3 separate regions of the Mus musculus genome follow, and regions 1 and 3 are each linked to region 2. Evidence: chromatin contacts called from public HiChIP or PLAC-seq and promoter capture Hi-C data. All regions are on one chromosome and are shown on one strand. The core of a region is the stretch at or near the end of the contact, and the rest is flanking DNA. Distances in the headings are between cores, read along the strand shown. Region 1 holds the start of Nkx6-2 (NK6 homeobox 2). Region 2 holds the start of Ebf3 (early B cell factor 3). Region 3 holds the start of Insyn2a (inhibitory synaptic factor 2A).

Region 1 (2,700 bases), core at 109-2,608, 2.3 Mb after region 2:
AGGCGTCCCCCGCGCTGCCACCACACGGGCTAACGAGCGCCAAGTTCGAGGGTTTGTGCTTTTTGAGAAGCCGCGTGATCTTCTCGTCATCGGAGTTGGGGTCCAGGGGCCGGTTGTATTCGTCATCGTCCTCCGCGTCTGAGCCACCCACCTTCAGCTTCTCGGCATCCGAGTCTTGCTTCTTTTTAGCCGACGCCATCTCTGCCGCGTGCCGCTTGCGCCACTTGGTCCGCCGATTCTGGAACCACACCTGGGGGTTTGGGGGAGGGATCATCAGACGGGCACCGAGGCTCGCCTCACCCGACCAGCACTCCGGACCCGCCTGGCGCCAGCGCTTTCCGCGGTCCGGCCGCAGCCGAACCGCCGCTCGCCGGCCGTTCGCAGGACGCGGACTCCGGGCCCCGCCTCAATACTGCTGGACCCCGGCCCATTTCGAGCTCACCTTCACTTGGCTCTCGGTCATGCCCAGAGAGTAGGCAAGCCGCGCGCGCTCTGGGCCTGCCAAATACTTGGTCTGCTCGAAAGTCTTCTCCAGCGCGAAGATCTGCTGGCCGGAGAAAGTCGGCCGCGAGTGTTTCTTCTTGCCATCCTTATCCAGGACCCCGCCGGCTTGGGCTGCGAAGAAGAGCCAGTGAGCGCAGTCCGAGGCCCGCGCCCAGCCCCTCTCCTTACCGAATCCCGCGCGGGCCACTTACCGGAGCCGGCCAGTCGCGGGTCCCTCCAGGGAGAGCCCTGCACCACCCCAGGCCAGAAGATGGGCGGGCGCCCAGGCAGTTCCGCCAGCGGCTTGGGGTAGCCCCGAGCCACGGCGGCTGCGGGCCCGAAGTAGACACCTGCAGACGAGGCGAGCCCGTTGAGACGGGGCAGACTTCCTAGGAGGCCGCCACCCGCTGCGCCCACCGGCCGTCCCAGGATGTCGCTGATGCCGTGCGGAGTGCCTAGAGGCAACTGCGCGCCAAGGCTGCCTAGGGCGGGTGTCTTGAAGCCCGCCGGGCCCTGCAGCGCGTAGGGGAACAGCGACGTCTTCATCTCAGCCATGTTGTGCAGCGCGGCTAAAGGCGCGCTGCTCAGCACAAACGCACCCGGGCGGTTAGCGTCCATGGGCGCCGCCGCCTCCGACCCGGGCGCCCATCCGGGCCCCGCTGCCACCGCCCGCACCCGCCGGCTCGGGAAGTTTGCGCGCGGCGCCGAAGAGCGCCGGCTACGCTGGGACGGGTGGACCGCGTTTCAAACGAACGCCGACGGCCCCTACGGGAAAGCGAGAGGACCGACGGCTGTTGCGCTGAATGGGCGGCGGTCAGAGAGAAGGCAGGGATACTAAGGGCGGCGGGAGCGGCAGTGGCGGCTCCGGGGCAGGTCGGAGCGGCGCCGCGCGGGATGGACGCACTGATAACCGCGGGGCCTGGGCGCGGCGCGCGCGCTGATTGGCTGAAGGCACTGGCGACCAGGCCATTGGCCAGCGTCCGGCCCGTCTGCGCGCGCCCCCGCCGGCCATGCACTCCATGAAGGGCCCATTAGCGAGGCAGGTGCCTCCGGGACTGTAAATTTGCCCCCTGATTTATCTCCCTAGAGATGAAATAAATCCCGTTGGATGGGAGTTTAGTTAGGCAAAGGTTTTAATGGGAAAATCAGGAAAAAATACGAGAACATATTTTATCGACCGAAAGAATGTAGATTTCAAGATCCACTCCGAAAGCTCAAGCTCAGTATGCTTAGTTCAGGGAAGAGCCTGGGACGGCTGGACGCCACAGGTCAGGGCACTCCATCTTGGATCAGGGCCCAAGCCCTGTACTGGGGTTCCTTCTCCTTCCCAGCTCGTGGTGGTGTGGGCTGTTGTGAACTTGTGGGTATAACTTTTCTGGGTGGATTTTGAACGAAAAAGGGTGGACTCTAGGGACCAGATAGATTTGGCTTCCTCAGATCTGCCAAACTCTGCCAACTGAACTCACTGACTTTAGATGGCTCCAGGCAACCGGTGACCTTACTACCACACACACACACACACACACAACCTATGCTGTCCTCCCGTTCTGAAATCCTTGAAGTTGGGTTGGGGTATCTGGGAGAGGCTAGGCCGTCCCCCTTGAACTTTTATGCTTATTAGGCACTCACCTAGGAGGTTACCCGTGTCCAGACTTTGAGGCCCAGGACCAGAATTCTCCTGCTTATTGCTTTCTGGCAAGCTGGACCTCGGGCCAGAATGCAGCGGTTTTGGAATTCAAGAACCAGGACGAAAGGATCACCTTACTCACTGACTTCGGCTGGGTATGCGTTTGCAGTCTAGCGGACAGAGCACTGGCTATAGACCCGGCCTGTAGAGCCCACTAGGCCTTAATTTCTTTTCTAGTACAGGGGCCTCTCACTCCATAAAATTGTTGGGCAGTTAACTGAAGTTGCAGCCACCTAGTGCGGCGGCGCACAGCAGGATCCGAGAAGGTAGCACGCTGGCGCTTATTTCTTTCCTCCTCTTGAGCAGTGCTTACTGTTAACCTCATAATACCTAGTACTGATTGTGATACAACCTGTGGAAATAGAATCTACTGTTTCCGGTCCTGGCGATTTAAGCAGAGGCCCTGTGCAGTTTGTTAATAACGACTTTCCCCTTTTGCCCTGGTCTCCAAGGTTTCTGTCTTACGGGCAAAAGTGATCCTAAAGGCTTCACGTAGGGGCCTAACGTCCACTGCTGCTGGTCCTCTTAGA
Region 2 (2,705 bases), core at 143-2,642:
GCTCAGGGCGAAAGGGCAGTCAGCAAGCAGTGGTACTCACCATTGCTGTACAGTAGCTGCAGCTTGTAGTGAATGCCGTTGTTGGTTTTCTCGTTGTTCGGCTCCTGAAAGCAACGATAAATAATTGCATTTAGCGTGGCCGCGTCTGGCGCGGTCACCGCGCTCGGTCCCCCTCCAGGACCGAGGCCCCTCGGCCTCACACGCTGCAGGCAGGATTCCTGGCTCGCAGCTACGCGGTGATGTCACTTTTCCTGCCGCAAGCCCAGCGTTCCCCCTCGCCCCCAGTGAGTCCGAGGGCACAGAGAAGTTGTTCGGCCCTTGGCGGGGCCTGTGCGACCGCACGTGGCGGCGGGGTCGCCCGGCGGAGCGCTCCCGCCACCGAGGGGGGCACTCGGACCCCATGCGCGGGCACCAACTGCCCCCTACTCCTGGAGAGGGAGGGTGCGATCGCCGGTGTACACTTACTTTCTCTTTCTCCACAAAGTCCACAAAAGCGGTCCTTTCGATCTCCACCGGCTGCCCCTGCCTGTCGTAGAGCGCCAGCACGAAGTGGAAGAAATTGGATTTCCGGAGGTTGGAAGGAGGCTGCTTCTCGAAGTGCGCCCGCGCCAGCCCCACGCCGCTGCAGGAGGAAAGGGACAGCGGCCCGGTGAGCAGCGCGGCGCTGGCCGGAGGAGGGGGCCGGGCCGGGCCGGGGCCAAGGCGCGCGGGGGCGGCCGGTACGTACCTCTGGGCGGCCGTGTTGGCGTCCACCACGCCTGCCGTGTGCATCCACGAGCGCACCGGGTTCATGCCGCTGCCCAGCGGCTCCTCCTTCATGGTCGTCCCCCCGCGCGGAATATTCTCCTGAATCCCAAACATGAACACTGCTGGCGGCGGCCGCGACTCCCGGCCGAAAGCGCGTCCGCGGTCGGCGGCGCTCGGGGCTCGGCGGCAGGAGGCTGCCCTGGCCGCCCTGGCCCTGCTCGGCGCCTGCGGTGCGGCCCGCCGCCGGCTTCAGCCCGTCCCGGGCAGGCGCCGCATACACCGGCGGCCGGGCGCTGCGGACGGCCGGGGACGCGGGCGGGCTGCACCGGTGGCGACGCGACGCTTCGGAGGAGCAGGGCGCGGTGGACGCGGTGGCCGCGGCGGCGCTTGTTGTTGTTGTTGTTTGCAGGCGCGCTCAACGTGGTGTCATCCTAGCCAGGCGGCGTCCGCGGCTGCAGGACACTGCGGGATCGCCCGCTTCTGGCGCGGCCCGCCTGCTCCAAAGACAAATAAACGGGGCAGTGAGTGCCGCGGCGCAGTCCCGGGCGCAGGCGGGGCGCGGCGGGGCCTGGAGCGGCGCGCGCAGCGGACGGAGGCGCACAAAACTCAGCCCTCTCTCCCCGAGGAATGGACCCTTTCCCGGGAGCCAAAACTCGAAGCCCCCGGGAGCGGCGCTGTCAGAGGGTGACGTCGGGGGGCGGCGCCTGCGCCATATATGGGAGCGGCCGCCCCTCGCCGCGCCCCTCGCCGCCGCCGCCGCCGCGCTCGCCGACTGACTGCCTGACGGCGCCGCGAGCCGGCCCGAGCCCCGCGAGCCCAGCGAGCCCCGCCGCCTCCGAGCGCCACCGAGCGCCACCACCGCCCCCGGCCACGCGCCACGGCTCCACAAGCCCAGCCGCGGCCGAGGAAGTTACCACCCGCTCAAATAAATCTCGCAAAGAAGCGAGCGCAGCCAGTGCATAAGTGCTGCTTGGCCCGTTATACCTGCCCACAAGACCTGCCACACAGTCAAAACACCGTGGGTCGGAGGAGGAGCGCCCCAAGTCGCCCACACGCATGCAATAAATACCAGGGCAGCACTGGCTCTGGGGTGTCCCAAAGAGAACAGCAGGAAGAGGCTGGAAAGGCGCGCGGGAGGAGATTCCAGGAGAGGGAGGGACAACAAGGGGCTGGGAGAAGAGGGTACCTAATGCCCCTTCTAGGGATCCACACTCCCTGCCGCCACCAGGGCAAGAGGCGCAGCTCAGTCTGATTTCTAGGCAGACCTAAGGCTGCTGAAGGGCCAGTGTGCCCACATCTGAGCCCCGCTGGGTGTCCCATGCTTTCTACCCCGGCAAAGCCTGCTGAATACAGGGCCGGGGTCCACGTCGGAGACAGGTTCCTCCAGATGCCCCCTCTCCCTCCGGTGGCCACAGGAGTTTCGGGTCCCTGGCCTGTTCTTGGGTGCGGCAGTGACAAAGAAGGCTGGGCCCTCTCTGGGCCGACGGAAAGAGCGCTCAGCCTCTCCGGCGACCCGGAGCTGGTGTCCAGCCTGTTACATGGTCCGTGCGGTGGCCAGATCTCCCCACCTCCAACCGCCTGAAAAGCAGAGCAGACACTGCGGGCGCCAGGGACCCTGCCCTCTGCGCCTCCCAGCCTGGGTGAGCGCGCGCCCTGCGGCTTCCCGACCTGGTTTCGAGGAACCGGGAGGGCAGCTGGGAGCCGGCAGCGCGTGGGCTCGGAGGCCCAGCTCGGGAGGCCCGGATTCGGTTCCCAGGCGCTCGGCCCACCCAAAGGAGATCTGTGCGACGCGCGACAGAGGCCCAAGGGACGACCTGGAGATGTCCCAGGCTCTTTCCTGCCACGAGAAATAAGGCCCTTCTGGTTTTAAAAGAAGAAGAAAAAGAAAAGGTTTCTGGGCGCAAGTGTCGCAGGGCAGCCTCTTCCCGCCGGGCCTGGGGTAGCTCTTCCTTTTTTTG
Region 3 (2,700 bases), core at 195-2,694, 2.4 Mb before region 2:
CTGCTTGGGGCTGGCCCCTGTTCGTTCCTCTTTCCTGCCCTCACTAGCTCCCTAGGATCCGCAGCATCGGTTGGTTTCCCACGATTGTGCAGGTCAGGCATGTGCACTCGGAAGCTCAGCGGGGTGCAGACCCCAGCTCAGAGAAGGTGCCTATACCCGTAACCAAGAGAAGAGACCAACATTTCACGTGGGCATTTTTTGCCTTCTCTCCTGCTTCGGTCTTTGCTCAACAGCAGGCGGCAGGGCCCCTCTGCTCAGACTTATTCCCCCCATCTCCCTGAAGTTAATCAGCTGTACTGTACTTGGCAGTTCGCTTTAGTTTGGATAATACTTTCAAAACCTCGAACGTTCCAGGGAGATGGTCGTCCCCAGAGCCCCCAACCCCCTCCCGCCCAGTTCTGCCTGGCCAAGGATGTCCTGTGCTCACAAGGCTGTGGCGTTTGTCTAGAATAGACATCATATTCCCGCTCCTCCAAGACTGTAGCCAAAGTTGCCAGATGCCCCTGGGCGACTAGGTCCTGCCAGATGCAGTTGCGTAACCTCGCCCCCCACCTTCGCCGCTGCCCGCCACCGGGTCTACACTGGGCTACACCCGCCGTCCCGGACCTAGGCGAAGCCAGTTTAGGGGCTATTGCGTGCGCAAGAGCCAGGGTCTGCGCCCATCTGCCAGCGGTCAAGTACAGAGGGCTTGGGGTGCAGGAGGAGGGCATGCTGGGCTCTGCTTACCTTTGGCTGCTTACTGATAAGTGGAGGTCGGTGCAGCGCCTGGCTCGGGCATGTCTTGCCGCGGACCCTGGCAAGCCTGGCGCGGCACGGAGCACTCGGGGCAGAGCATCCACGGCAAGGATCTCCGGGCTCGCGCTGAAGGAGGCTCGGCTCCGGAGACTTGGCCAGCTGCGTGCCCGCCGCCCGCCCCCTCCACTGCCACGGGCCCGGCCCGCCCGGCCCGGCCGGCCCCCGCGCCGCAGCTCGAGTCCCTTCGGCTCCTGCTCAGCGACGCGCACGGGGAGGCAGTGGTTCGGCCGGCTCCGGGGACGCCCGCGCGCTCGCCCGATCGCGGCGCGGCGGAGCCAGCCACAGCCACCCGGCTCCGTGCTCCTCAGATGTCCTCATTTACTGCAATTGTCTTCGGCGAGATCCGGGAGCCGGGGCCGGGAGGAGGGGGCGGAGACGGGGAGGGAGCGGGAGGGGAGTCCTGGCCGAGGCACCAGGTCCCGGCTACTCTATGCAGCCGAGCGGCCAGAGGACTGAAGAGAGGGCACCGGGAGCTGCGCGCCAGTCGCCTGTGCGCTCGCCTGCCACCGAGGCGGGCGGAGCCCCGGGGCCCGTGGGGCGGGGGTGGGGCGGGGGCGGGCCAGGCCGCGTGCGTGGGGCGGGGGCCGGGCGCGTGAAGGAGCCCCTCCAGCCAGAGACGGATCGCGGGCAAGAGGAGGAGGAGGAGAAGGAGGAGGTGCTGGAAGCAGCCGCTGGCTGCTGCCTGTGCGCGGAGCTCCTCAGCCACATTCCTAGGGTTTCTGAGCTGCAGGCGGCGCTGCGGGGCCCCTGGAACTTGTTGAGTCTACCTAGGAGCCACCTCAGGCAGGCACGGGGACCCTATTGATTTCTTCTTCAGGAGTGGGGCTGTCTATAGGAAACCCTGCTTGATGGCTTTCTGTGGTGTCAACCAGCCTACCCCTGCTGGGTAGTTAATACCCTAGATGGGAGTGGACATCTGGGCAAGGCGCCCGCCCCCTCACCTGCAGATGTGTCTTTGGAGAGACTAGGGATGAAGGTTTCTCTTGCATTTTTTTACGTTTGTAACCAACCAGGAGTCTGTCCCTCAAATAAGGATTTGAAACGCAGACCTGTTTATTGGCCTAGGGACAAAGTAGAGAGTGTCTGCCTGCCTATCAGCTCTGTTGCATCCTGATAATTTGTGGACATGTCAGAGCAGGCATCTCCACTGTTCCTCATCTGGACCTCCTAGTCCCTCTGCCCCTCACCCCCCTAGAGAGGCAGTGGGAGATTGTGTTTGTTTTGATCAGAGTTAAATAAACTCGGAAAAGAGATTTCTTTAGCATGAACAGAGGACAATTCCCAGCATATACCCCAAACTCCACCAGAGTCTTGTGAGCTCTCTGATGCAGGTTCAGGGTCTTCCCCGATGCCTAGCAGGGCTGAGGAGCAGACACTGGGACTAAGTATTCTTGCATACAGGTCTCCCAGCCCTACCTGAGACATACTGGAAAGTAGCCCCCACCGATAACATGGTGGTAAGCTTTGGCCAATGAACTGGGATTCAGATGGGAAATGCTCTTAATCACCCACCCCTACAAGCACACCTTTCAGACAGAAGACAGGCTCTGGTTTGTTTCTATGTATCCTTTTATCCCTGTATCCCATCTTAGTATTCCAGGCCACTCCATTGCTCTATCCTCATACAGTGGGCTGATAGAGCCCAGCTCTCTGTTTTATATATACTTTCAGCTCTTTCAAAGGGCTTTCTGTAAGATACTGCATTGTCTATGTAGGATGATGTGTCCACACGTTTCAGGAGGAGGTCATTCTAAAATATCTTCCCTTTGCATGGAGAGAGCACCAAGCCTGAGGAACCCAGACTCTGTCCCTCCCACTCTTTAAAATGCCCCTTAGGACCCAGATTCTCCCAATTCTGATTGCCAGCCCATTTATGTCTTTAGGCCTGGAGGCGGCTGGGATCTG

Evidence for each region. Promoter capture Hi-C pulls out the DNA fragments that hold promoters and counts their contacts. HiChIP or PLAC-seq counts read pairs in DNA pulled down with a chosen protein or histone mark.
Region 1: a contact with region 2 is called in an H3K27ac HiChIP or PLAC-seq map of embryonic stem cells, with 10 times the contacts expected there. The contact joins the promoter of Nkx6-2 here to the promoter of Ebf3 in region 2. A contact is called at or near these places in 5 of 39 promoter capture datasets (embryonic stem cells, hippocampal neurons and pre-B cells), 15 of 484 Hi-C or Micro-C datasets (B cells, LSK cells, embryonic stem cells and 1 more), 7 of 115 datasets of contacts at active chromatin or transcription factors (embryonic stem cells and stem cell-derived neural progenitor cells) and 1 of 9 other capture datasets (embryonic stem cells).
Region 3: a promoter capture Hi-C map of hippocampal neurons shows a contact between it and region 2, with 4 times the contacts expected there. The contact joins the promoter of Insyn2a here to the promoter of Ebf3 in region 2.

Annotation. Positions count from the first base shown.
Region 1 is chr7:139,581,439-139,584,138 of GRCm38.p6, forward strand. Nkx6-2 (NK6 homeobox 2) reads right to left here and starts at 1,359. Exons shown (of 3, transcript NM_183248.3): 1 at 696-1,359; 2 at 443-615; 3 at 1-250. The coding sequence starts at 1,101. Gm33031 (a long non-coding RNA gene) reads left to right here and starts at 1,358. Exons shown (of 7, transcript XR_003946896.1): 1 at 1,358-2,700.
Region 2 is chr7:137,313,053-137,315,757 of GRCm38.p6, forward strand. Ebf3 (early B cell factor 3) reads right to left here and starts at 1,393. Exons shown (of 16, transcript NM_001113414.1): 1 at 728-1,393; 2 at 466-622; 3 at 41-104. The coding sequence starts at 861.
Region 3 is chr7:134,936,986-134,939,685 of GRCm38.p6, forward strand. It overlaps Insyn2a (inhibitory synaptic factor 2A), which reads right to left and starts at 1,445. Exons shown (of 4, transcript NM_001143802.1): 1 at 727-1,445. The region is part of intron 27 of Dock1 (dedicator of cytokinesis 1); the gene reads left to right.